2 separate regions of the Monodelphis domestica genome follow, and region 2 is linked to region 1. Evidence: chromatin contacts called from public Hi-C data. All regions are on one chromosome and are shown on one strand. The core of a region is the stretch at or near the end of the contact, and the rest is flanking DNA. Distances in the headings are between cores, read along the strand shown. Region 1 holds the start of RUFY4 (RUN and FYVE domain containing 4). Region 2 overlaps TNS1 (tensin 1).

Region 1 (3,788 bases), core at 955-3,454:
CTATGTGTCTACCTCTTCTCCCCTGATCCCTCTAGGATTAAGTCCTTACGTTAAGCATACCATTTGAGGATCCCATCCTCCTCTATGATGTGTTCCCTTGCCCTTCTGAGAAGTCAGCCTCCTAAGAATAGTCATCCTTGAGACACACACTCACTCCTTCCTGATCCTCAGCTGAGTGGAAAGTCTGATTGCTTTCAAGGAAATGAGTGAAGGGAGAGAGCACCCCTGGGAAATGGAGAAATGGGAAAGGGACTAGACAAGAGCCAAGAGTACTGGCTTCCTTCATCAATTCTGCCAGAGATTCACAGTGGAAGTCCAGTCTGCCCCTATCCTCCATTCCCCTCATCTGTAAAACTGGGAGTAATAGTGCCTATCTTGCAGAGTTGATATGAGGATGAAATGAGATAAGAATTTTAAAAGGCACTTAGCACATAAATAGGTACTACACAAATGCTTATTTCCTTCCCTATCCTGGAAGGTCCTCTGACTCCTTAGGATCTAAGGAGAGCTTTAGGGGGCCAAAAAATTGTAGACACAGACACACAAGGAGTCCATGACCAGGTATGGGTAGTACAATTAAAGAGGCTTAACTTTAATCAGGTTAGCAAGGATAGAGATTGCTCAGAAGAAGGCAACAGGAACTCCAGTCTTTGTCATGAGATGATTGCTTGAAGGAATCAGGGATATTCAGACTAAAGAGGATAAGACTTAGTTGGGACATGATAATTATCTTCAAGTATTAGAAGAGCTGTTATATGGAGAAGAGATTAGTTTTATTTCACTTGGTCTCAGAGGGCAGAATTAATAGGGGTAATTGGAAATTGCAGAGAAGTTGACCTGAAATCAGTGGAAGAATACTTCCTAACAAATATAGACACCCTTGGGGGCAACTAGGTGGCTCAATAGATAGAGAGTCAGGCCTAGAGACAGGACTGACCTCAGACACTTCCCAGTTGTGTGACCCTGGGCAAGTCACTTAACCCCCATTGCCTAGCTCTTGCCACTCTTCTGCCTAGGATCCAATACACAATATTGATTCTAAGAAGGATGGTAAAGGCTTTAAATATGCATATATATTGAGTGATAATACATATATAATCCAGTAGAATTGCTTGTTGGCTCTGTGAGGAGGAGGGAAAAGGGAACAGAAAGAATATGAATCATGTAACCATGGAAAAATGCTTTAAAATAAATTAAAATATATAATATATATAATATATAAGTTAAAAAAATATACATATACCCCAAAGTCACGTGAGCTTCCTTGGGAGGGTCTAGATTTCTTTCACTGGAGGTCTTCAAGAAAGAGCTTGGAATGGCTAAACAAGTTGTGGCATGCAATTGTGTTGGAATATTACTAATCCAAGAGAAGTGACAAGCAGATAAATTTAAAATAAACACGGAAAGATCTACATGAAATGATGAAGAATGAAACAAGCAGAACCAAGAGAACATTACATACAGTAAAAGAAATATTGTTTGAAAAATGACTTGTGTATATTCACCTCCAGGGAAAGAACTGATAAATAGAAATACGACATAGTTTTATATATACACATATATATATATATATATTTATCAAATAAGACTTCCTCTAATGGAGGTGGTGTGGGAAGGAGGGAATTAACTGGGGGTATTTTAATGTAACAAACAAATATAATAATTAATTTTTAAAAAGAAAGAGCTACATGGACTCTCTGTAGGGATGTTGCAGAGGAAAGTTTTGCTCAGTTATAAATTGACTTTCCTGAGAGAATGTAAGCTCCTTGAGGTCAGGGGCTGTTTCATTTTTGTCTTTGTATCTCCATTTCCCAGTGCTGGCATGTAGCAGGCCCTGAATAAATGTTTATCAATTGATTGATTCAAGTACTAGTTGGACTTACTGGCTTCTGAGGTCCCAACCAAATTGTAGGGGTTGGTAGGGATATTATTAGGGAATATGAAATATCACTGGGGAAATCAAGGCACAAATGGGAGAGGAGACCCTATAGGTAATTGGAGTTGGGTAGTATTGGAAAGAAACTGTTAGATCCTGAAAATCATGAAAAATCTCTCACTCACTAAACCCCCTCCCGTACTCCTCAAGGAATGGCCGTTGGCTACTCACCCAAGAAGGACTGGAGTGGTCACTGTGGCACAAGAACTGGAATGTTTTTGTGTCTGTCTAGTCCTTGTAGCCTTCTCTGAAACCTGTTGTTCAGACAGTGACTCATGTCTAGTATCACCCAGGGCCTCTAAGAGGGTGAGGGGAACTCCAGAGCCTTGTGAAAGAAGGAGTAGGGAATAGTGGAAGGTGGGAAGGAATCAGAAGACCAAAGACAAGAAAAGGGAAGCAGAGGGACACTGAGTGATAGTGATGGGAGAAATAGATTTGAGGGAATTTGGATTTCTGGGTTTAGGAGAGTAAAAGGATTGTGGAAAGTAGAAAGAGCCAATACATTATGGTGGAAAGAATATTTGATCAGAGGATCTGGATATGAAACTAGGTCTGCTTCTTACAGACTTGAGTAATCTTGGTTCCTTTATTTCTCTCTGCCTCTGTTTTCTCATCATAAAAATGAGGGCACTGAATTAGATAATCTAGAAGGATCCTTTCTATTTGTAAGTCAAGTCAGGTTAAACGGCACCCATTATGTGATAGGCACTCTACTAAGCACTAGATCACAGGAAAGACTACATACAAACAAGATAGAGAATTTGGAGAAAACCAACAGAAGAAAAGCATGGTGCTAAGGGGGATAAAGAAAGGCTTCTTATAGAAGGTAGGTTTTTAGTTCACATTTGAAGGAAGTCAGAAAAGTCAGGGAATTCAGATGTGGAAATGAGGAAGAGTATTTAGGCATGAGAGAAGACAGCCAGTGAAAATACATAGATTTAGGAAATGGAGTATCAGGGAAATAGTAAGGGGAACCATACCACTGTATTGTAGAATATGAGCAGGAGAGTAAGGTGGAAAAATGTAGGAAAGAGAGGAAAGGACCAGGCTATAAAGGGCTTTAAAAGTCAAACATATCATTGTAATTTATGAATTAATGAATGAAAACCTTCTGAAGCTAAGGGAGTAGTAATGAACTTTGGAAGGATCTCTCCCTGCTCTCTCTCTCTTTCTCTCTCTCTCTCTCTCTCTCTCTCTCTCTCTCTCTCTCTCTCTCCCTTTATATATATAAATAATTCTCTGATAGATAAATGATCAGAGGATATAAACAAAGAACTAAGTCACTAATAATAATAAAAATGCAAATCAAAACAATCCTGATATTTCACCTTACACCTGTGAATCTTAAATTTTCTCAGACTCTACCTTAGAACATTTGGTTAAGGTTATTCCTTATTTTAAACAATGGAGGTACTTCATCAGGAATGTATTGGGAACTTAAAATTACTCCACCCATACTTAGGCATACTTTAGGGGAAGATAAAGTTGTAAAACTCCTTAATAAACAATGAAAAAGTACTTAACTCATACTTATAGTGAGGCCAAAACCTTAAACTAGGTCTATTTTTAGACCTAATACAAAAGGGTGCTAAGTACCTATGAAGGTCAAATTAATCACTAAAAGGTCAGGCAACTTGCAAGGGGCAAAGAGGTGTGAACTTACTCAGAAGATATAATCTACCCAGAGAAGGTGAGACCTAAAAACTAAGAATGGGCTGTCCTAGGAAAAGCGTCTACTGTAATTGATAGACATGAAGATTTAGGGGAGGTGACACAAGAGAAATTTCTCTTTAAAAGGAGCTGTCTGAACCAGTTCAGGGGAGTTCGAGTTAATTCAGCCTTGGAAGCTGAA
Region 2 (4,011 bases), core at 1,499-3,998, 79 kb after region 1:
AAAACTCTCATTTTACAGAGGAGAAAACTGAGGCATAAAGTGATTTGGCGAAATTCATGCAGTTGAGAGCAGAGCTGGGATTCCAAGCCAGATCCACCTTTCCAGGCTGCCTCCCCATTGGAGATAGAGGCTCTCATTTTAACTCTGAATCTGATTTAAGAACTTTTCTGGATGGAAACTCTGTTTCTTTTTCTGTTAAATGAAAAGGTTAGAAGAAATAGCCCAGTCATCTTATGGCTAGATTTCATCATAACTCACATTTAGATGGTGCTTTAGGGGCTACAAAGCTCTTTCCTCCCAACCTTGTGAGGTAGGTGGTAGTACAAGAATTGTTACCTTTATTTTGGCTATGAGAAGTCACGGTTATTGTTTTGTGTTATTTGAAGCAGATTTCCAACTCAGGTCTTCAGATTAAGACAAGGTTTCTTAACCTGGAATCTGTGAACTTTTTTTTTCTTTTTAAATGCTTCATCTCCCATGTTAGAATCAATATTGTATATTGGTAGGCAATGGGGGTAAATGACTTGCCCAGAGTCACATAGCCAGCAAGTGTCTGATGCCAGATTGGAACTCAAGATCTGCCATTTCTAGGCCTGGCTCTAGAACCAACCACCTGACCCCCCCCATGAACTTATTAAAAAAGTTTTTTGTTGACTCTCTCATTATAACTGGTTTCCTTTGTCATCCTGTGCATTTTATTTTATTTTATTTATTTAAAAACATTGTTCTGAGAAGGGGTCCATAGGCTTCAGCGGACTGCCAAAGAGGTCAGTGACACTAGGGTCTCCTCCAACACTAAGGCTTTATTGATTTGTGGTTCTGTGGGCTGTGGGTTAATAGCAGGACATTGTCAAGGAGTTTGTCTATCACTATCATGGGACTGGATGGACTAGTGTATATGGACTGATCTGGAAAGGGTGATGAGATGAGCTTAAGCAGGGATAGGCTGGTGTTCCCACTTGGCCACTGGAATGCCAGGACTCTGGGGTCCTTGCATTGTGGTGAGGGGAATTGGGGCTGATGCTTTCTTGAGTCACTTCCATCTTCACTCTAGAAGCTGCAAAGCTGAGCTCCAGGATCTTCTTCTCTCCCTTCCTCCCCATTCCACAAGCCTTCCCTTACACCATGCTAGTCCTTGATTTTAGGCTGCCTGTTGTTTACTTGGGGCTGAGCCTTCCCTTCTGAATGTACTTTATGTGACAGCTGGAGTGATGGAAGGGGAAGGGGGCAAGGCAAGGTCTTGGGCATGGAATGGAACCCAAAGATAGTCAGGACAGAAAGGAAAGAGAAACCAGGGGGGTCCAAAGACTTTATGTTGGAGCCCCCCCCCCCCCCCCACCAAAAGGCAAAGGAGTAAAGGCTATTAACTTAGTGGCCTTGTGGATTTGCATAATGCTCACTTCAGAGGAAGAAATGAAGTCACAAGGTCCCTAGTTCCTGGTCCCCAGCCCCATCCACCTACCCACCCCATTCCAAGCCCTGCTGATGAAGCCTGGCTTAGGTTGATCTGGAGCCTCCGGCTCTGTGCGGTTTGCCTCCCAGAGCTGTTGTGAGGACCAGTTATAATAATGTGTGCCCAGGGCTTTAGAAACAAAAATGTGCAACAGAGATATCAGAGACTAGTTTGAATTAATTTTGGGATAGCTAGAGGATAGTTATAGGTGCAGTGATGGAGGGTATGAAGACCAGCCTAGCTAAGTTTGGAGCGGTCAGGCACAACAACCCTTTAGGTGGTACTGGGATCGCCTCCATTACCTGACTGTGGTCAGGAAGTTGTTTAGTTATTTACAGTTGTATCCGACTCTTCATGACCCCATTTGGTGTTTTCTTGGCAGAGGTACTGGAGTGGTTTGGCATTTCCTTCTCTAGTTTTGTTTTTCAGATGAGGAAAATAAGGCAAAGAGGGTTAAATGACTTGGTCAGGGTCATATAGTGTCTGAGGCTGGATTTGAACCCAGGTCTTCTGACTCAAGGTTGGTCCTCTATTTACTTCACCTCCTAACTGAGGAAGAGTTGAGTTCAAATTTGGCAGAAATGTCCATATCTCTACAAGCCCTATCTATGTAACTTCTTTCAGCCTCAGTTTCCTCACCTGCAAAATGAGGACAATAATAGCATTGACCTCATAGGGTTGTTGTTAGGCTCCAGTGAGATATCAGATTTAAGCCACTTTGAAAACCTTATAACACCACTTTAATTAGATGCTGTTATATAGAGGGGGATGAATTTTTTTTTTCTCATCTGTAAAATGGGGACAGTAAAAATACCTGCTTCCCAGGGTGGTTGGGAGGATCAAATGAGATACTTGCTAAGCCCTCTGCAAACCATACAACACTATATAAATGCTATTTTGGCTTTTATTGATGTTTTTATGAATATTCTTCTTCATTATTATTATTATTATAATTATTGTAATCCTTGTAGACTGTCTACCCCAAATTTTTGAGGGGTTTGTGTCTATGTGAGTAGAGACACATATTGAAAGTGCTCAAGTGTTATTCTTCTTCAGCAATATTGAACCGGATCTCTTCCTTTTTCTTGGCCTCTTATTCCTCTACTTTTGACTCTGTTTTTGGTTGAGTTTCCCTCTGCTTCTCTTTGTTGTTGTTGTTGTTGTTGTGTTCTCTCTCTCTCTCTCTCTCTCTCTCTCTCTTGTTTTTCTTCCTTTCCTGGCTCTGTCTTCTCCCCACCTTCTCCCTCCTCCCTCTCTATGTGTCTACCCATCTCTGTGACTCAGTCAATTTTACCCTGGCCCTGGGCCAGACTGTCTTGGGAGATGAATCCTGAGGACATTCTGGATTTATGAGCCTGCGCCGGACTCCATCCCTTCCCCAAAAGTCACGAGAAGCTTTCCTTCCTCCACCCATGTTGGGGTTTCCCCTTCAACGGGAGATGACCCACTGGGAGGAACTGGGTAGATTTCTGCAAACTTAAAGAGGATATGGAACCTCTCTAGAAAAAAAAAAAAAGGACTTAGAAGCAGCTGGGAAAGTCTCAGAGGGGAAGGGTGGTGGGGCTTGGAAAGGAGCTTTAGCTCTGAGCTATACTCCAGGAATGTTGGGATAGTGGACTGTGCTGGCCCCTGCTGATGTGTCTGGGAAATGACCAGAATGGGCAGAGGAAGGAAAAGGAAGGGACCTGTAGAAAAGGGCCTCCTAGGTAGAGTTAGAAAGGACCTTCAGGGCTATCTTAGCCTCTCATTTTAAAGATGAGCTTGTGACTTGGTTAAGGTCACACAAATGGTGAGTGTCAGAAGTGGAATTTGAATCCAGTACTGTGCCCTCAAGTCCATAGTTCTTTCCCCCTCTATCATATTGCTTCCCAAACTGAAATTGTGGAAATTTTGACCCTCAGGGATCTCAGCACAGGAGAGATCTCTATCTCTTTGGACTCCTGAGGGAAGGGGCTTTTTAGATGGGGACCTTTGATAGAAAGAGGGACTGGAATTCTGGCCCAGCTACTGTGTGATTTTCTGGGACTCTCCTTTGTATAATAAAGGGGCCTATTGGATTAAATGATCTCTGAGGTCCTGCTAAACTCGAACCCTACCAAAAGGATGTAAGCAGAATCAATCATTTTTATTTCTGATGAAAACTTTTGCTGTCATCAATGCCATGTTTGTGTGGGGATAGCTAAGTCCTCTTTAAGTGGTGAGTTCCCCTTTCTCTTGCTTCAAAAGGGAAACACAACAACAAAGGTCTTCACAAACACTTGACTTGGGGTCAAGAGACCTGGATTTGAATCCTGGCTGTCACTGTACAATCATGTATGGGGGCACTTATGCTTTCTGCACCTTGGTCTCCTTATCTGAACACTGGACCTGGAATGAGATCTTGAGCCTCAGACACTTACTAGCTGTGTGACCCTGGGTAGAAGACGTAACTAACCTCAGTCTGCCTCAGTTTCCTCATCTGTAAAATGAGGATAATAAAAGCAGCTATCTCCCAGGGTTGTTGTGAGGTTCAAGTAAGATAGTATTTGTAAGATGCTTAGCAGAGTGCCTTGAACATA

The links. Hi-C and Micro-C count contacts between places; a contact is called where the count stands out from the background.
Region 2: a Hi-C map of spleen and liver shows a contact between it and region 1, with 7 times the contacts expected there. The contact joins the enhancer-like site here to the promoter of RUFY4 in region 1. A contact is called at or near these places in 2 of 2 Hi-C or Micro-C datasets (limb and spleen and liver).

Annotation. Positions count from the first base shown.
Region 1 is chr8:71,529,615-71,533,402 of mMonDom1.pri, forward strand. RUFY4 (RUN and FYVE domain containing 4) reads right to left here and starts at 2,205. Exons shown (of 12, transcript XM_056806813.1): 1 at 2,108-2,205.
Region 2 is chr8:71,608,368-71,612,378 of mMonDom1.pri, forward strand. The region is part of intron 1 of TNS1 (tensin 1); the gene reads left to right. Among named protein-coding and RNA genes, the nearest start is that of TNS1, 74 kb to the left of the region's middle. Within about 2 kb of position 2,749, at least 1 of the 2 cell types and tissues checked has open chromatin away from gene starts, as enhancers often do.